4 separate regions of the Mus musculus genome follow, and regions 1, 2 and 3 are each linked to region 4. Evidence: chromatin contacts called from public Hi-C and promoter capture Hi-C data. All regions are on one chromosome and are shown on one strand. Each heading gives the region's core, a stretch centred on a gene start, on an enhancer-like site or on the middle of the called end of the contact. The rest is flanking DNA. Distances are from core to core; before and after follow the strand shown.

The links. Promoter capture Hi-C pulls out the DNA fragments that hold promoters and counts their contacts. Hi-C and Micro-C count contacts between places; a contact is called where the count stands out from the background.
Region 1: a Hi-C map of CD8 T cells shows a contact between it and region 4, with 5 times the contacts expected there. The contact joins the promoter of Larp7 here to the promoter of Mettl14 in region 4. A contact is called at or near these places in 2 of 39 promoter capture datasets (liver and pre-B cells), 2 of 484 Hi-C or Micro-C datasets (CD4 T cells and CD8 T cells) and 1 of 9 other capture datasets (liver).
Region 2: a promoter capture Hi-C map of pre-B cells shows a contact between it and region 4, with 7 times the contacts expected there. The contact joins the promoter of Ap1ar here to the promoter of Mettl14 in region 4. A contact is called at or near these places in 2 of 39 promoter capture datasets (liver and pre-B cells).
Region 3: a Hi-C map of CD8 T cells shows a contact between it and region 4, with 9 times the contacts expected there. The contact joins the promoter of Camk2d here to the promoter of Mettl14 in region 4. A contact is called at or near these places in 2 of 484 Hi-C or Micro-C datasets (CD4 T cells and CD8 T cells).

Annotation. Positions count from the first base shown.
Region 1 is chr3:127,551,968-127,554,667 of GRCm38.p6, forward strand. It overlaps Larp7 (La ribonucleoprotein domain family, member 7), which reads right to left and starts at 1,382. Exons shown (of 13, transcript NM_138593.2): 1 at 1,216-1,382. Zgrf1 (zinc finger, GRF-type containing 1) reads left to right here and starts at 1,522. Exons shown (of 26, transcript NM_197997.2): 1 at 1,522-1,688.
Region 2 is chr3:127,836,150-127,838,849 of GRCm38.p6, forward strand. It overlaps Ap1ar (adaptor-related protein complex 1 associated regulatory protein), which reads right to left and starts at 1,374. Exons shown (of 10, transcript NM_145964.3): 1 at 1,000-1,374. The coding sequence starts at 1,076. Gm43653 (a long non-coding RNA gene) reads left to right here and starts at 1,348. Exons shown (of 2, transcript XR_003954551.1): 1 at 1,348-2,034.
Region 3 is chr3:126,595,351-126,598,248 of GRCm38.p6, forward strand. Camk2d (calcium/calmodulin-dependent protein kinase II, delta) reads left to right here and starts at 1,601. Exons shown (of 21, transcript NM_001346635.1): 1 at 1,601-2,154. The coding sequence starts at 2,090.
Region 4 is chr3:123,384,663-123,387,483 of GRCm38.p6, forward strand. Mettl14 (methyltransferase like 14) reads right to left here and starts at 1,328. Exons shown (of 11, transcript NM_201638.2): 1 at 1,100-1,328. The coding sequence starts at 1,165.

The DNA of each region.
Region 1 (2,700 bases), core at 132-2,631, 4.2 Mb after region 4:
CCTGCCTTTGCCAACTCCCAAATGCTGGGATTAAAGGTGTGCGTCACCACTGCCTGGGCTGTCCCAGGAATTCTTCATCTGACCTCCCTGACACTTCTGGGAGTTTAAAGACATCTTAGGAATCCATGAGATGTTATAAGACAAACTTTTAAACAAAAGGTAAAATCATGCTTATACAAATATAAAGGAATATGGTAAATTTAAGTGGAACTAGTCTGTTTAAAGGAGAAAAGACCAGATCAATATGCAGCATAAAGTCAAAATGAATGTTAACATATACTGGTCAGGGGCAATGATTGGGCAAACATGGTTTTCATCTTTATGTTTTCAACAAGTTACAAAGTTGCAACACTGCCCAAAGACAGTGAATGTCACAGATAATCTGGAAGTAAGCTGTGCTAGATGTAAAGCAAAAGACCATTTTTTTTTTTTTAAATTTTAAATCAAAGGTTTTGTTTGTAAAATCACATACAAAATGTTTCCACAGGTACATGTAAAATTTTCAAAGGAACTCGACAATAATATTTTCCAGGCTTTAAACAAAAAGAAGAGTACCCAAAAGATTGAGAACCAAAGTTGTAGTCACGGCAAACCCTTTAGCGGTCTGGAACTTTGCTCCAAATAATCTTTTAGTGTGAATGTTTTATGAAGTCATTCGGTTTCCCACCACCGCCCGGCTTCGAAAGACTACTAAAAGGCAGTCTTACTTCTTGAGGATTTCCATTCTCAATGAACTCTCCACTCATATTTCTCCTTAATTTCTCATAAACGCACTCAGAACTTAAATTCATTACTGTTAGCCCCTTCTACAACGGCTTTTTCTATAGAGGGACTAGCAAAAAGAAAAGACTGAACTTTAGAATGCAAGTTCTCACAACTGATGTCCTTTGGGAAGACAACCTGCCTAACACCCACAGTTCCTCTGAGCAACCCTACTTCCGCACAGACTCCCCCCCCCCCCCCCCCCCGCAGCCGGGCGTGCCCCAAACACCCCAACCCCAAGCTCGGCCCGCCCCCTCTGTACTGAGCTCCGAATAGCAGGGGCCGCCAGGGAACTGCGCGTGCGCACAACGCACGGCGCCAAACCAACGGCACAGTGGCGACGGGGGCGGGGTGAGGCGGACCGCGGATGGAGGGTGGCCCTCAGGAGACCCGACTGAGAGGAGTTCCCACCTCTACGGGTCTGAGAGGCTCTGCAGGCCAGTAGTGACTTACTCCGTGCTCGTCCCCAGATCCACGGTCAGCGCTTGTGTTCTCCCACGCTTTCCTTCTCCCGACCCCTGCGGTCGGCGGAAATTTGCGTCATTCGAGTAGCGACGCGCTTCTCTCAGCCCGCTACGGAAAGACGGGTCCGAGGCCCAGGGTTCGTTGCTGACGTCATAGGCGGAGCATCTCGGGGGCGGGAGCCACGCGGTGACTGCGCTGGCACGCGGAGTTCCATTGGTGGTTTGCGAACGGCGGCGGGCGGGGCCTCCGCGGTACCGTCCCTGCTTGATGACGTCACTTAAGTTGGCGGGAGAAATTAGAAAGTGGAGTTTATGTCATTGAGCCGGTGAAGTGGAGACTTTTCTCTCCCGTGTTCTAGGCAAGAAGGGTGGACAGACCGGGCGACTTGGCGCGGTTGGGAGAGCACTGGACACTGACTCGCCTCCACGGAAGCGACCCACGAGGCGCCGTTAGAGTGCCGGGTGAGGCGGTCACCATAGCGGCCCATCCCGGTTGTGGGTGTTTTAGGGGCTGACATAGGACCAAGGGGGCCATTATTATTTAGTGATACAAAACCTTGAAGTGTCAAGGCTTGGCAAGTGAAGCTATGTTTCTTTTAGGGATCTGTACTGTTCCTTGTGGTTTAGCAGGCCGTTCGTGGTTTGGAAACTTTCCTGGTTTGAGCGGTGCTGTTCTGAGCTATTGTGACAGTTTTTCATCACTGCAGAGGGCCAGATAGAAACTGTTGTTGGGCTCCAGAGCTGGACTTCCTAACGTAATAGATCAAGAATAGGACCTAAAAGAATAGGACCTAAAATGTTCATTGCTAACTAATTGTCAGGTCATGTCCCTGGAACCACTTGAAGATATGTGTGCTTATGTGTGCTGCTTTTGCATCTGTATTCAGTTCACCATCGACGATTTCAAGATTTCAAAATTTGACCTTATAGTTAACATGGTAGTTACAGTGGCTGCTGCAGCACTGTCCAAGAGATTTTTCTTCCTGGGTGTGGTGGCATATTGCTTGTAATATCCCAGCTATTTCCAGAGGCTAGGACGGGATTGTGCAATATGGTCAGATCCTATTTTAAACAAACATAAAGGACTGGATGCATGTAAGCACTATTACCTAGTTTACATATAGTCCCTTTTGTCAGCCCCTAGCACTGGGTAAAAGAAAGAACAAAATTTTCCTTGCAGAGGAATTATATATTGTATATTTGGCTCTAGGATGTTGTGCTATATTGACTAGGGTATATAGTCAACCCTCTGTACCTGTAATTTCTGGATCTGTATTCAGCCAGTTATAGATGGGAAATAGAAAAAAGTTGTTAGTACTGAGCATACAGATTTTTAAATTATCATTTTTATTTCTTCCTTTTAGACAGTGTCTATCTATGTAGTTAGTCCTGACTGTCCTGGAGCCCTATAGGTAGACAGGCAACCAGGCTGCCTTGAAGTCACAGATCCACCTGACTGTGCATCCTGTGCACT
Region 2 (2,700 bases), core at 124-2,623, 4.5 Mb after region 4:
AACATGATTTTGGATCACAATGCACAACAGCTGTCAAAGTAAAGTACAGAAATCAGGAAAATCAAAATACCAAACTAAGTAGAAATGTTTTAAGTCCATCCCCTCCCATTCTAGGGACGCATAGAGTAACACCTTCACTACTTTGACACACTGCTTAATTAGTGAATCATTTTATAATGCACTCATGACCCAAAGATTCGAATTACAAATCACTTGGTTCCAGTTTGTGTGGGCTGAAAGCTTCCCAATACAAAGCTATTGGCTGAAAATTGGGCACCATGCTTAAGAAAGTTCAAAACAGATATGTTCTTTAGTTAGATTGGCTGGCTTAGATTTTTTGATTCTAGGTTTTAATTCCCGAAAAATGCTTAGGAATAATAAAATCAACATCAATGCTATGTGCCCCCGGGTTTTTTGTTTTGTTTTGTTTTTTCACTATTCTAGGAAATAAAGGTACAACAGTAATCACACAATTTTGCTATTGGATAGAAAAATCTGAAGCATATCCCACTTTCCTCACAAGAGACGTGCTGCTCGGTGACATTTTGGTTAGATTATCGAGCATAAGGGTAGCAATCACAGCATGGTATTCCTCTCCAAAATTCTAAGTTATTGCTATGAAAGGATTCGCATACAGCCGCACCAGTCGCTTCAATGGCCAGTGTGCACTGCGATCCTGCAGCTCTTTACCTAAGAGTTCACCAGAGCCTGGAGCAGAAGTGACTTCTATTTAAAATGCACCTGGGGCATCAACCTTGGGGCCAGATTTTCACCTGTTCTGTCAAGGCCCAAAAGGAAGACCAAACACAGAGACAGAAGCTTTGGCGTTAAGTCAAAGCAGGGTGTGTCCAGGAGGCAGTGCCGGGTGCTTACAGGAGATCGTACCTCCCGAGGTAAGTCCTCAGGGACAGGGAGCCTGCACGGGGGCGGCGGGCACCACCACCACCGCCGATCCCCGGCCGCGCATCCCGGGCATCCCGGGCCTGCGCTGCCGCTTACCCTCCGCCCGCTCGCTGCAGCCGACCCGCTTCCCGGCGGAGCAGCCCGAAGCATTGCGTCCAGCAGCAGTTCCCCATCGCATGCCGCCCGGAGCCGCCGCTCCTCCTCCTGCCCCGAGCGCGAGCCCAGGCGGAGCAGCTGCATCCGCGCCGGCCGGAGCTCGGCAGACGGCGACGCCGGGAACAAAGGCCGCCGCTAGGCCCGCGGGCTCCGGGCTACCGCGGCGCGAGGGACGAGCGCAGGGCCGTGGGGTCCCGGGTCTCCAGCCGTCCGCATGGCCCGCTCGCCACCCGCCCGGCCGCCCGCGCCCGTCACCGCCCCGGCAGCCGCGGGAGGCCCGCGCCGCCACGCCCCCTGCCGCTCCCGGGCTCCCATTGGACACGTTTCTGGCGGCTACCGCTTCCGGCGGCTGGCGCGGGCGTCATTTCCGCTGGATTCCGGCTTGGCTGGCAGCGCCGGGCAGGAGGCGCTGTTCTCGGTTGTAGGTGCTGTGTGCTGAACCTGATCCTAGACGGGGATCTGCTCTCTCTCTCTCTCTCTCTCTCTACGCCACTTCTGGCGCCTTCGTCGCCCGCTGTCAAGCAGTGGGGATCATGCAGCGCATGCTCGAGCGCAAGCTTAGCCTTCGAACTTTGTACCTAGAGCGCACGAGCCTCCCCTTCTGCAGCAGCGGGTCGGAAGTCACCCAACGAGTGCGCTCCAGGATGGCACCAGAGCTAGAGGCAGAGAGGAGGGACTCACTGCCGTTACTTAGAACACACTAAGAGGCTTTTTGTTTTATTTTGTTTTGTTTTGTTTTAATTCTTAAAATATTCTCGTTTGCGGAGCAGCTTATTCTCGTTATACTGCCAGCGGACTGGAGAGACACTGTGCACTCCTAGGCGGATTTTCTTTTATTAAAAACGAAAAGTTCCAGCTTGGGCATGTAGCTCGGTTGGTAGAAGTGTGGTGGAAAAATCTGCAGTCAACAGCACTTGAGAGATGGAAGCAGAGTCATAAATTCAAAGTCAACCTCAGATACACATTAAGTTGGAGGTCAGTCCGGACTGTGTGAGACCCTGTATTTTTATTTTTTATTTTTTAAATTAAAAGTAATTTCAGGTGGAGAAGAGGAGAACCAGAAGAAGTCAGCAAAAGGTCTTGGGTTTTCGGGAGAACAAGCCATTTCTAATTCAAATATAATATTCTAATTCCAAGTTAAGAAGAGCAAGGCTGGGGTAAAGGTCCATGTTCTCAAATGCCACCCTAAAAACCCCCTTTCAGACACCAGGTAGCTTTAAAAGCAGAAGGCAGAAGTATGCCTGGGAGTTGGAGGCCGGCCTGATCTACAGAGCCAGATCCTGGCCAGCCATGTCTATGTAATGAAACCCTGTCTAACCCAACTGGATCCAAGGCATAGTTGTTTCACAAATGCCCAGTTCTGTGGATAACATGCTCCACTGATACCATATATTACAATTTTAACCCACTTTAGTGTGAGTGAAATGGTGACATTGAAAAAAAAAAAAGAAAAGAAAACAGTACTACTAGGAAAACATTCTTTCAACTACTCATTTTGTTGGTTCTTAGCATCAAGGCCAGCCATGATTTCAGTCTTAGCACTTAGTGAACTTGACTCTTTGGTATTCAAGTGGACAAGCCCCACTGCTCATTGGATGCCAGTGAAATGGCTTAATGGTTTCCTAAATTGTCACTGCATTT
Region 3 (2,898 bases), core at 351-2,850, 3.2 Mb after region 4:
TGTGCTGATCCCACGTGCTTGGCAACGTCAAAAATCAGCACTAGGAATCTAGTGCGTGGGCAGAATATCAAATGATGTAAGTAAAATTGAAGGGAAAATTATAGTAAAACAGGCCAGTAAATGACATTTTCATGGGCAAAACAATGCAGACATTGAATGATGACTAAATTCAAAAAGTATTTTCTTGTGTTGAGTGGGAGAGGGCTATTAGAAGTATGAGTAATATTTGCAAAATCTATAACAAAAAAAAGCATTTAAAAATTATATGGCCGTCTGAGTACTTCAGTTCAAAGGCCACTCAGCATTCTTTAGAACAGGGAATAAAAGAACCTGCAAAGTAGTAACTTATAGCCGCCCTAAAAGCATGTACAGGCTCCCTAACTGAAAGTTATCTATCATCTTCCCACTGTGAAATTTTAAGTGCACGATGTGATTCTAAGCACGAGCACATAAGCAATAGAAATGCAGGATTTTATGGTTTCCTGCTGTAGAACAAAAAGCAACAGTCTGAAGAAAATTTTTTAAAAGTTCATGATGCGTCTCTATTTTCCGTAGGCCTCTAAATCTGCAATTGCCTCGTTTATTAAAGACTCAGAAGTGAAAAGAAGGCTCAGAAATGATCTTAGCCACCACTTACACCTTAACCCATCTTACATGCTAATTTTTTTTCTCCATGCTAATTTTTAAGCAACAGTGTCAGATATGCTTAACTGTACACACGTTCTTGAACTCTTAAATGGTTTTCCAGATAGCCACTGAGGGAGTACACTCCTGTGCCCCTACTTGGCCTGCTCTTTGAGAATGCAGGTAAAGAACTCCCACCCTCCCTCTCCCTTCTCCCTCGGCAACGCGAAACAGGCTAGGCACGCTCACGTGACGCTAATGACGTCAGCCCCCTCTGGGTCGCGTGACCCACAGCCAACCTTCCTACCGCCCCACCCCCTCGCCACTGGCGTGGGACATCTCGCGAGAAGCCTTCTTACTATCAGAACTTGCTGAGGTTACAGGGGAGTTACTCTGGAGAGGAAGGAAGGTGTGGCAGAGTGGTGCACTTTTGGGTTTCATTATGTTAGAGTTTATGATCAAGCAAATGCTTATGGGGATCGCCCTAGTCGGGAAAAGGGGAGAGAAGGGCGAAGACGTGACAGTAAAAACTGAAGCGAAACGTGGTGCCCTGACCATCTTTGCCCCTAGCTAAGGGACAGCCGGGCGCAGCAGAGGTGGCCAAGGCTGGCAGCCCCAGGCAGTAGCTGCGAGCCGGGGGACGTTGGACCCGGGTCTGGGAGCAGTAAACGCGAACCGCGCCCAGATGCAAGGGTTGCTTCCCTCTCTCGGCTTCCCCGGCCTCGCGGCCATCCCGCCCGGGTAGAGGCATCCGGGTTGTGGGAGCTTCGAGTGGTCTCTCATCTTTCCGCCCTTCGTGGGTCACTGCGACATCTCAGTCCCGTCCCCTTAAGCGCGCTCCCTGCTGCTCCGCGCATCTCCCTTCGGTCTCCCTAGACGGCTGCGGGAGAGCAGCCCGAAGGGACGCGGCTGGAGTCGCTAGAGGGAGGTGTGGGGCCGCCGAGGAGGGGGCTTCGCTGGGCGGGGAGAGGAGGGAGGAGGCGCCGGGGAGGAGCCGCGGCTGCCAGCTTCGCCCGAGCCGAGCGAGCGCACTCTGTCGCCCCGCGGGTTCCCAGCCTTGCGGCCCCGTGGAGAGGAGGGAGCGCGGGCCACCAGCGCCTCCTCTGCCCGCTGGAACGACCGGCTGGGTGTTCACTCGGCCGCTGCCGCCCGCCACTCCGGGCGCTGCGTTGAGCTCTCCGTGCGGCCTCGGTGACCGCGGCAACCCCTCCTGACACCTCTCCCCCGCCCCTTCGGGAGCCCTCGGCCCGGCCACCGCGGCGGGAGGAGGAGAGGACAAGGGATCGCGGAGCGGGCTGGTCTGGCCACCTCGCCCCGCGCGCCCCGCCCCTGCGCGCACTCCCTCGCCGGCGAGCTACTTTCGGACACGGAAAGTGAGGGCGGCCCCGGGTGACAGCGCGGCGGCGCCAGTCCCGGGAAGCCAGGTCTGTTCGCGTGTCGCCCGTCGCACTGTCCAGACCCCGCCATGGCTTCGACCACCACCTGCACCCGGTTCACCGACGAGTATCAGCTCTTTGAGGAGCTCGGAAAGTAAGCGTCCCTGCCTGGCATCTCCTCCTCCCCACGACCCCTCGTCTCCCTCGTGGGGATAGAGAGCCTGCGGGCCGAGGCGGGGAGACGGACCCTGGCTTGGTGCGGGTGGGGCACACAGGGAAGGAAACCTTTGCCCTACTGTGGCGGGTGCTCCGAATTCCCAGCCCATCTTCTCGGGTCCTCCACCTCTCCACGGGGGACTTAGTGAATTTATGATCTCTGCAGTTGTAGCTGTCATCCTGAGAAGTGTGCGCGCACGCGAGTGCGAATGTGTGTGTATGTGTGTTCGGAGAGGAAAGGAGATGCATGTAAAATGCAACATTTATCACATTTTTGGTAAATAGATGTCTCTTGCTCAGCCCGCGCTGTATCTGCGATCTGACCCAGGTTCGGATGAGCTAACGAGAGAACACTCGCTCTCTGAGATGGTGCCATATTTATCGATGCCGAAAGTTCAACTTGGCTTGGTGGAGAGTCTGGTTCGGCATCCAAGTAGTTGTTCCGTTCAGGAAAAGGGCCACCCAACAGAACCCACGTCCCTGCCATGTATCCGCTATCCTTCTTTGCACTAAGATGAGTCGCTCACCATCATTCTAGGATTTAGGTGTACATCGTCTCTGAGAGGATTTATTTATCCAGGCAGAGGAAAGCCCTAGAGCCCGAGAGAGCGTTTCCCCAGGGTAGCCTAGCTTGTGTAAAACGACCTCCTCCACTGAAGTGGCAGGACTTCCTTGAGATGTT
Region 4 (2,821 bases), core at 78-2,577:
ATTATTTTCTTGAGATCCTGGCGAGAAAGACTCATTGGAAATCTAAAATTTACTCACTCAAGCTTTGAGCATTTCCCTCCATTACTTATATTGATTTGTATGGTGTAATGAAAACAGCCTGAGATTTTTAAGTAAAACAACTTGTAGTATGTATTCCCTGCATGAATGGTCTACTAAACGGCAAGCACTCACATCTTCATTCACTAGCTTCAATGAAAGCGAAAGGTTTGAAAAGTAATCTCTAGAGAGAGGAATCTTAGAGAATTCTCTGGTGAGGGCTGGCTAGGGAAAAACGTTAAAATTTGGAAACCTAGTCCTAATGTACTAGTGAACGTAACACCTCCTGTCTCTAATAAATTACCAAGTAAGGATTCAAACGTTTGGTTGAAGGTAGACTGTGTTCTAAGTGCAGAATCTAAAATTTGCTCTAACTTAGGTGGCTTCCAATGAGTCTTTCGACAGGATCTCAAGAAAATAATCAAACTTCCTTCAAAACCAATATCAAGAAAAGATTAAGAACATGCACTGCTCTTCCAAAGGACCTGAGTTCAAGTCCCAAGCACCCACACCAGGAGGCTCACAACTACCTGTAGTTCCAGCTCCAGAAAGATCCAACACCTCTGGCGCTGTGCTCACGTGCACATATATATATACACACAGAGAGACAAACCCCACATAATTTAAAATAAAAACTAATCTTAAAAAAAATAAAGAATCTGAAGCTGACGCGGGAGAAAGGCAAGACATGAAACACTGCTTCAACAGTGACGGTGAAATGTAAGGGCTAAAACTGCCACTTGCTCTTGTAGCAACTACTAGCACTGCACTCATCGACAATTCCCAAGTCTACCCCCACCACTCAAGTCCGTGCCCGCCACGGTGGGGACAGAAAGCCCAAGCCTGGCAGCGGTTGGTTTTCTACGTAATGACTCTGACAGGCACTCGAGTAGACTAGGGAATAAAAGTCCCGGGACAAAGACCTTGACAGATGCTGATGTGAGAGTTCACCAAAAAAAAAAAAAAAAAAAAAAAAAAAAAATTTTTTTTAAAAGAGGCGGCCGCGCACGCGCACTAATGCTCCCTCCCACCCGCCGCACACCTGCTGAGCTAGGAGCTGCCGCCGTAACTTCTGCCGCTCCCGGATCTCCTGCAGGCGGCTATCCATGCCCCAGCTTCGGCTGCTCACCACCCCGACAGACTCCGCGCCCGCCAAAATGCAAATCCACCTGCCAAACCAGGAAACACCGGGTCCCGCCCCGCAGAGATTCTGACCCGGAGACTTTCACGTCCCTCAGGAGGAAGTTTCCGGCGCGCCTGAAACAGGCTATGCCTGAACAGGAAGTCCCGCCTCCAGGACGCCGAAGATATGATGTCACACGACGAGACCCAATGGGGATGTAGTGGTGGTTGAGGGCGAGGAGCCGCTTTTGGCTATCTTCTTAGTGCTTAAAGTCTTTCCTGAAGGGTTAGGCTCGGTTTTTTTGTTTTTTGTTTTTCCTGCTCATAAAAGAAGTTTTTCTTTTTCCCGTTAACCAATTGTCCGCCTGCCAGTCCTGGCTTTTTAATATTTGAGGGATGCTTGTGGGTTTCTTTCACTGCAATACTGACCGGCTTGTGAAGGACTGGATCGCCGCTCAGTAACCTTGGCAAGTTAGCGAGCTTTTGTAAAAGAACAGAGAAAGAGGGTCTTGGGGGGCTGAGGCAGGAGGACCCAGGAGTTTGGAGCCTAGGCTATGTAATGAAACCCTGTCATTCACTCATTTATTTATATAAATAAATAAATAAATAAATAAGAACAGAGAAAGAGGGTCTTGGGGGGCTGAGGCAGGAGGACCCAGGAGTTTGGAGCCTAGGCTATGTAATGAAACCCTGTCATTCACTCATTTATATAAATAAATAAACAAACAAATAAATAAATAAATGCAAGCAAACATAGCGGTAGTTACGTAGTGAAACCCTGTCATTCATAAACACACAAACAGAGCGGGCAGCGCTGAAACCCTGTCATTCATTCATTTATATAAATAAATAAATAAATAAATAAATAAATAAATAAATAAATGCAAGCAAACATAGCGGTAGTTACGTAGTAAATAAATAAATAAATAAATAAATGCAAGCAAACATAGCGGTAGTTACGTAGTAAATAAATAAATAAATAAATAAATAAATAAATAAATAAATGCAAGCAAACATAGCGGTAGTTACGTAGTGAAACCCTGTCATTCATAAACACACAAACAGAGCGGGCAGCGCTAGGCTATGTAATGAAACCCTGTCATTCATTCATTCATTCATATAAATAAATAAATAAATAAATAAATAAATAAATAAATGCAAGCAAACAGCGGTAGTTACGTAGTGAAACCCTGTCATTCATAACAACACACAAACAGAGCGGGCAGCGGTAGCGAATGCCTTTAATTCCAGCACCCGAGAGACAGAGGCCGGCAGTTCTCTGAGTTCGAGGCCAGCCTGGTCTACAGAGCAAATTTCAGGGCAGCCAGACCTACACAGAGAAACCCCATCTCAAAAACAACAATCAAGCAAAAATTCCTTGCATAATAGTAGAATTATATGACAAAAACGTTAATTTTCAAAAAGTCTTCTGTAAATTATTTTGACTATATAGTGTTAAGGTATATCTCTTTCAGACTTAGCTATATTATTTGATAATTATGACTGCCGGGACTAGATGTTTATTCACTGAGCATTTCTTATAGCAAGTACTGTGCTGAGCTCTGGAGTCTATGAAGGCTCAAAGATCAAAAAATATATGAACATGCCGGCTCCTTCCTTCTGTCCCATCAGCTCTAGGCTG